Linked DNA regions of Hordeum vulgare: region 2 is linked to region 1. Evidence: chromatin contacts called from public Hi-C data. All regions are on one chromosome and are shown on one strand. Each heading gives the region's core, a stretch centred on a gene start, on an enhancer-like site or on the middle of the called end of the contact. The rest is flanking DNA. Distances are from core to core; before and after follow the strand shown. Region 1 has its middle 440 kb from the start of LOC123448676. Region 2 holds the start of LOC123448676 (putative potassium transporter 8).

Evidence for each region. Hi-C and Micro-C count contacts between places; a contact is called where the count stands out from the background.
Region 2: a Hi-C map of seedling shows a contact between it and region 1, with 2.3 times the contacts expected there. The contact joins the promoter of LOC123448676 here to the enhancer-like site in region 1. A contact is called at or near these places in 3 of 6 Hi-C or Micro-C datasets (leaf and seedling) and 1 of 1 datasets of contacts at active chromatin or transcription factors (embryo).

Annotation. Positions count from the first base shown.
Region 1 is chr4H:383,810,346-383,814,313 of MorexV3_pseudomolecules_assembly, reverse strand. No RefSeq gene overlaps it. Among protein-coding and RNA genes, the nearest start is that of LOC123448676, 440 kb to the left of the region's middle. Within about 2 kb of position 2,068, at least 3 of the 3 cell types and tissues checked have open chromatin away from gene starts, as enhancers often do. A contact at or near this core is called in leaf and seedling, where this site is marked.
Region 2 is chr4H:384,246,997-384,250,964 of MorexV3_pseudomolecules_assembly, reverse strand. LOC123448676 (putative potassium transporter 8) reads right to left here and starts at 1,780. Exons shown (of 10, transcript XM_045125644.1): 1 at 1,602-1,780; 2 at 1,361-1,476; 3 at 1,030-1,264; 4 at 673-918; 5 at 511-564. The coding sequence starts at 1,399.

The DNA.
Region 1 (3,968 bases), core at 819-3,318:
ATCCATTTAACTAGAGGTTTGTGGCTCTCTTTTCAATTTCTTTCCAGTATATTAAGTTTTTCTTATATTTTCTTTTTAGCCGGAGTGCTTCCCGAATTCTTTCTGTCTTATTCCTTGGCTATCTGGTTCTAACCGAAGTTGTTTCAATTCCTTCTTGTTCTTCGTACCATTCTTCATATTTTTCATCCTTCAAGGTTCGTTGATTTTACTTGTTTGTCAAAGAAGCATTTTAGTTTCACCTCTTCCACTTCTCCTCCTCTTCTCATTCCTAGATCCCGGGTCGAGACCTCTTGTAAGTGGGGGAGAGTTGTAATATCCCAAGACAAAGACCTCCTTTATTTATGTTATACTTCGGCTTGCATGCTATGTGTTGTTTGATTTATTTATTATAGCACCATGCATCATCTCCCTAATATGTTGTTGTGCTTGTGTTACTTTATTTCATCATGTGTTTTCTATCTATTCTTCTTGTTCTTCTTCCATGGTTGATCCTTCGAAACCTCATGCTCACTTCCAACTTGGTTGTACCCGAGTTCCAAATCCAACATCCACTTCTCCATTCTCCTTAATTCTTTCAATTATTTTATGTAGTGGCATTTTCTATTTCAGCGTAATACCCATTATTTTTCGATAAATTCTAAACCATGCCAAGAACCCCGTGTGATTTTTAGATTTATTCACGTTGAAGTTATTTTTCTTGGATTTTAGATTTATTCAAGGTTGTATTAAATTCTAACTTGTCTAAATTTATAGTCTGTAAAAATTGCCAAACCATTTTTATAAACCATTATTTTTACCTCTTCTAGATTCAACCTGAAACTCCGTGTGATTTTTTTGATACTAGTACAAATGCCCGTGCATTGCAACGGGCTAGAAATATCATGATGTTTGTTTCTTTTTTGTTTTCGTGTCCTAGTAGCCAATGAGTACGAGTTTGTGAGGGACGCAAATAAAGTCAAATTCGACATTCAAAAGAATATGTAGTACCAACCGGCAACTGTGCATAGTTTTGGAGGTTTTTACCCGTCCATGAAGATCAACTAACACGTACACGAGATGGAGGTTTTTACCGGCCTGTGAAGATTTTAATTGCACCTTTTAAAAATATCGTATACTTTGTCCGACGTCGAGGAATGCATTCTTCTTTTGTGTGTGTTAACCGTGAAGTCATTGTCGTATAGATAACAACTTCTGTAATCCTTTGTTTAAGAAAGTAGAAAGCTAGTTTTAAGTAGTTTACCTTTTAATTTTATTTACTATATTTTTTGTTTAAATAAAAAAATGTACTCAGGTATCCCTAAACATCGTTTCAAATAAGCATGAGTAAGTTAATTAATGACGGTGCATGTGTGGCTAGTGTTATGTTTTTTATGAAAACAATTTAGGAAGCAAAGAAAAAAATGTTATGACATTATGAATCAGATTGTCAAAGGCTAGTGAACGGTAAATAAATGTCTAGCAAAAAAAGATTGTGTGCACACTAACACATCCTCCTGATGGATTCGGAGCTTTTTATGGGTTGTGGACACAAAAAGAAAAGAGACAACATGGTCTAGAAGAAGCGACACACCTCATTGTGCTTCTCCAGCGGACTCATAATTCCTCATAGCCTTATCTTGTTGCCTGCCACCGACGGGATCCCCACGGCCCTGCCCACTCCTCACCCAAAGCTGCACACACTTGCGGGATCCCCCCTCCATGCACCATCTGCAGACCCGCATCCAACGCGCCGCCTAATCTCTCTCGCTCCACCTCCGGCGGGTCGCCTTCATACCGCGCCATGGCGACGCCTCACCTCCTCCGGCCTTCTCTGCTCCCAGGCTGCCGGAGCGCCGCCGCCTCTCTCGCTCCACCTCCGGCAGGTCGCCGTCATACCGCGCCATGGCGACGCCTCGCCTCCTCCGGCGCTAGGAAGTCGCTGCCTCTCGTCCGGCCTTCTTTGCTCCCAGGCTGCCGGAGCGCCGCCGCCTCTCGCGCTCCACCTCCGGCTGGTCACCTTCATAACGCGCCATGACGACGCCTCGCCTGCTCCAGTGACAGCAAGTCGCTGCCTCGTCTGGCCTTCTCTGCTCCCAGGTTACCGGAGCGCCACCGTCGGGCATGTCCTCTACTGCATGACAACCCCTCCGCCGCCCCGTTCCAGACCAGATCCAGAGCGCCGGTGCGCTGCTGCTGGATCCCTCCTCATTCCCTCGCCCGAGATCCATATTTGCTCCTATTGTTTTTTTTGAGGAGGCTGATTGATATTACAGATAATCTTCATTTGTACATAAATTGATATGAATCAGTTGAAAGGAGCGATGTGGGACAACAATCGCGAGTCCGGCCGCCCAGCCGAAGTTGCCCCTCTTCCACCTTCTTTGCCCTGGATAGAACGAAGAAAGGAGCGCAGACGGAATTCTAAATACGCAGGGGTTATTTTGCAAAGTTGAAACGTTTTTTCAAATCCACTTATGTAGGGATAGCGCGTTGAATACTTGAAATCCTAGGAGCTTTTTCACAAAAAAGCCACGACGACGGACGACGAGAAATAGTATTCGCTTTTTTATTACTAGTAAGTCACCGTGGGATTGCCGGACTCTGAGCAACATCCCTACCCAATCGGTCCCCCTCTCATATATATATATATATACATATATATATATATGTCTCTAATAATAAAGCAAATACGGTTTCTGATTGTCCGTCTTGAAAATTATCCCTAAAGTTTGCATAAATTACCATCATGCCACCGGTAAGTAATAGAAAACGTTTCATAAAGCAAAAAATCTTAGACTGGGCCGGTCTATGTAAAAATGTCCTATATTACGTTCTGCATGCTGGGAGAATATCCAACACACCGTATGGCCGGCCCATGCACAAGCGGCTGCTTTTTTTCCATTTATTTATTTATTTCCAGTTCTGTTTTATTTTTTTATTTTATATAATTTAGAACTTCAAATAATCTTTAAAATTTTAATAAACTGAAAATTATAAATCAACACATTTCAAAAATTAAAATGTTTGTGACTTCGAAAACTGCTCGGAGTTTTGTAAAAAATACTCGCATATACAATAAAATGTTTGCAATTTTAGAAAAATATTTGTACAACATTTAATAATCCAATCCATCCAACAGTTAATTCTTTAAAATTCACACAGGTATATTGTCTCAAAGACTTTGAAGCATTAATGTTTAACTACATACATTAGATCTTTCGTCAACAATTTTACAAATATGGGAACGATTTTAAAATCGAAAACATTTTTTACAATTTACAAACATTTACTAAAAATCATGAATATTTTTTATATTTCGAACGGGTTTAAATATTTTCTTTTGAATTGGCCACCAATTCAAGAAAAGACGAACATAATTTTTGATGTTGGAGGATTTTATTTTAAATTCACAAACATTTTTTGAAATGCATGAAGTTTTTCGGAATAAACAAACATTTTTATAAATCAGTAATATATTCATTAAATTCATGGACATTGTTTTGGAATTTGCAAAAAAAATATAAAAATCCGGCGCTTTTTTTGAATCCTATTTTTAATTCAAAATAAATATTCGTCAGCATTTTAATCCAAATTCTTATTTTCGTAATTCTAAATTATTTAAATTATAAATAAACAAAAATGGAACGGAAAATTTTAAATAATAAAAAGAAACTAGCAAAACACGCATTAGTTATTTTTAAAATTTTAGGACATATTTTGAATTAGAAAGCATTTTGTTAAATGCATTTAATAGTTTTAATACATGAAATTGTACTTGAGATCATGGACTATTCTTATTGTACAAACATTTTTATAAAATTGAAAACATTTTATTGTATATGCGAGCATTTTTTACAAAACTCCGAACAATTTTTGAAGTCACAAACATTTTAATTTTTTAAATATGTTGATTTGTAATTTTCAGTTTATTAAAATTTTAAAGATTATTTAAAGTTCTAACTTATTTAAAATTAAAAAAATAAAACGGA
Region 2 (3,968 bases), core at 531-3,030, 440 kb before region 1:
GACTTTTCATTTGTACTAGTAGCGTAGAAATGCAATGCAAAGGGACAATAAAGCATGTGATTTGGATGATTGATTTTCCTAAAGTCTAGTTGCTAGTCATCATTATCAATGTTCCTGACCTTACCTAATATATGGTGACTTGTAAAAATTACCAGGATATGAATATTCAGCTATACTGACAGAAGTAAGATCCTGAATGTCTCGCAGATACTTGTCAAACATCCATATCGGATATCGAGGGCACCCATTATCCCATTTTTATTCGTCTTTAAACAATCCTACATACAGTAAAAGGGGATATGCCGGGAACGGGAATACTCTTGGAATATGTCCAACCCAAAAGATCACAAGTCAAAGTCAACGAGCATGGTATTGAATGATTTTTGCATGCAAGTAGTCTGAACTGGTGGACTGAAGTTTTGACCAGTGTCTATCATCTTAGTCTAAACTTTATTTAAATCGCTTGCAAAGATTACTGAAAGCAAAAAGAATTTAAGAGAGAAGGCGCACATTCATGGTGATCTTTGGACAAGGAGAACTCAAGACCTGACACAGCCGAAAACACTGTCATGGTTGAAAGACAGAATCCAAAGTTAGCAACCAGTCATTAGTATATTGATTGAAAACAGCCAACCAGGCTGAGCAAAGAAAGGTTGGGGGTGGCAAGGCAACCAGATATAGCCGGCGTGAGGACACCGTCCCCAATGACCATGCAGGTTCCAATGAGAACCATGACGAGGAGGGCGGTGTGCAGGTTCTTGTGCTTCTCGAGCCACACCTTGACGCGGGTCTTGTCGACGGTTTCAGGGTTGCGCTCCAGCTTGTAGGTGGAGAGCTCCTCGTCCGCAATCTGCCTGTTGGGCAAGAGGCTCACATTGGCATGCCGGCAAATCAGCGAGTAGAGGGCAAACGTCCCTCCTGCGGAACAAAGAGATTGTCACAAGAGCCCTTCTTCTTCTTGGAACCGAACATGTCTGAGACCTGGAGAAGAAGAAGAAGAAGAAGAAGAAGAAGAAGAAGAGCGCATACCCTCGCCATTGTCGTCGGCTCTGAGGACAATGGAGACATACTTGATGAGAGGGATGAGGGTGAGCGTCCAGAAGACGAAGGAGAGGACGCCGAAGATCTCCTCGTTGGTGTCTGAGTGCTGGATATCCTCGGCGAAGGTGCTCTTGAAGACGTAGAGGGGGGATATGCTCAGGTCCCCGTACACCACCCCGAGGCTCTGGTACGCCAGGAGCATGGTGGTCCTCCATGAGTCCCTCTGCAATTGCAAATGCAACAATCCCAACACCAACATAAACAACGGGTTGCTCCCTTCCCATGATTACTCACTCAGCAGTTTGGGAAATAGACGAACCTGCGGGGATCTCATTCCCCTCCCGAACTCAAGATCCATTGCTCCGTGACCGTGAGAAATCAATCAATCAATCAATCAGCCTCCTTCGCACATAACACTTGGCTTTTACTGATTTCCTGCCGCAAGAAACAGGCGAAAGCTAATCTTACATAGTACAGAAATACGCTGCCGTTACCAAAACCCAGACAAATCTGCTTGCCCAAAAATACAAGAGCGAGCGGAAGAAAATATAGACAAGTACCTCGAAACAAAACAACGTAGAAGAGCGGAAGAGTGCAAGGATTGAGCTGAAGACTGAACGGGACTGGAGGAAGGGGATAGAGCTCGGCAGCTAGCGGACCAGAAAAGGCGAAAGGCACATGCCACGGTGAAAAAAGATGGTGGAGCCACCCTCCTCTGCCTCTGCCCGGAGGGGAGGGGTTACCGTACCGGGATGGGAAAATAGGAGGGCCACGTCCGCGTGTTCTGGGAGACCCAACACCGCTCCCACTCCACTCCACTCACATTCACTCCCTACCAACAATATGACCAAGAGCTCCAATAAAAATAAAAATAAAAGCCAAAGAACGGCAATGAAACCGGAGGGAAACGAGGGAGGCGGAAAATAAAATAAAATACTCACTCTCAAGGTCACATCTAGTACCTATCTACTAGTAGAACGCTCGTGTTGCCGCCGGCTTTAAAAAAATACGATGAAACTCACAAAGCATAAATAAATTAAGAATAATGCATGCCTTCACTAACACGCATCTTACGTCCTCAACTTTAAGCTAACATGGTTCTTCAACCAAACTTGAAAACCAAGTACTCAATGAATCAAAAATAAACAACAATCCATTGATATTATCATACACGCACATGGCTGCATGTGACAAAGTATAGAGAGCCAAAAAATTTAAAATACTATCAATGTTTACTCATCCAAACTTCATACAGCGAACAGGTTATTTAGTAGCTTTATCACCACATCAAGAAGCTTCTCGGTCGTTCTAGTCTCAATGTCGTAATAACATAGAGTTCAACTCACGGGAAGAAAATCATGTTGCACAAAGAAGCCATTGACCAGTCTCGTTTTTACTGGACCGGAGAGGGCGATAAGCAGAAATATCACATGGTGAGCTAGCCCGACATCTGCAAGCCTCGCGACCAAGGCGGTCTGGGGATCATGTCGTCCAAGCGCATGAACATCGCCTTGCTGACTAAGTGGCTTTGGAGAATCGCCAACGGTGACGGTGGCCTCTGGCTCGACATCATTAGGAACAAGTATCTTCAGGCCAGCCGCTGGCATTCTTCCAGTGCTCCGGAGGTTCTTAGTTCTGGCAATCGATCATCCAGTTGCTCCCGGTCCTTCGCATTGGTTCTTCCACATCGATTGGTTCCGGGTCCTCTACATTATTCTGGCTGGATCGCTAGGCTGGTGAGTCGCCTTTCACCACCCGTTTCCCGGGTTTATTCGCCATAGCGGTGGAGGCTAGGACCTCGGTTGAGGTCGCGCTCCAGGATCTCGGGCGTCTCGCGTTCCGCCGCCCTTTCGGAAGGCCTACATGTGCAAGGGCGACAACAAGTTCCGATGCAGTGAGCTAAACGGGAAGGCCTACATGTGCAAGGCAAGAAGGAGGTCGTGCTCAAGAGGGGCTAGAGGTCTATGCCACGATGCCAGTAGGTACACCCACAAGGAGCCTATTAAATGTCCACGGTTGCTCTCAGTTTTACACACGTAGAAAACTGTGGTTTTGAGCACAACTTGTTACCTGATTATAGCTGAATCAGTTATTGGCTTGACTATTTGGAAAAGATCAACGTGCTCCCACTGTTTAGTAGTAAACGTAGTAAACGAGAAGACTTAATATCCATTTCTCACTCTCAGTGAATCTCACATTGAAAAACCAAGTTTGCATGTATAAGAACTGTAGTACTCTACTAAAAACTATTTGACATCATATCTACTAAATAGGGAGTAATTAAGGTGTTGAAGAATTAACACATGATTACCACAACTCTAGTAAATAGGGAATAATTAATATTTGATAGCATATCTACTAAATAGGGAATGTTTATCATTATCAATAAGCACAAGTGAACAACTTTTGATCATAGAATAAAAAAATAATAAAAGTTAATTATCTCATTTCAGTCCTTACAACAACATGCCAATTTAATTATTTATATGCAGTGTAGTAAACTATGAGCATGATTCAGAGGGGACAATAATAGCGCCTTCTATGAGTGTGAATTGGAGAGGAGATTATACGATGAGATTTCTTCACCCTATTCATTTCCTTCTCTTTAAATATGATCAAACCAGCATCTTGTACATGAAAAAAAATTGTATGTTAGCTGATGGATTTTTCCCTATGAAACTGAGATTTTGAGCATAGGAATCCAATTCATACAAATTTGAAAATGAAAACTCTAACATGTGAAACGAAAAGTTTATGGCTAAAAAATATATAACCACAATGGCTTGACATTCCCAAGTGGTCACACTATGTATCGACAATTCATCATCAAAACGATGTCCATAATGTAAATAATTGATGTTAACAACTCTAAGATATGTTAATGGGGTGAAATAAAACTGTCATAGTACACAAAGTCTCGGTTACCT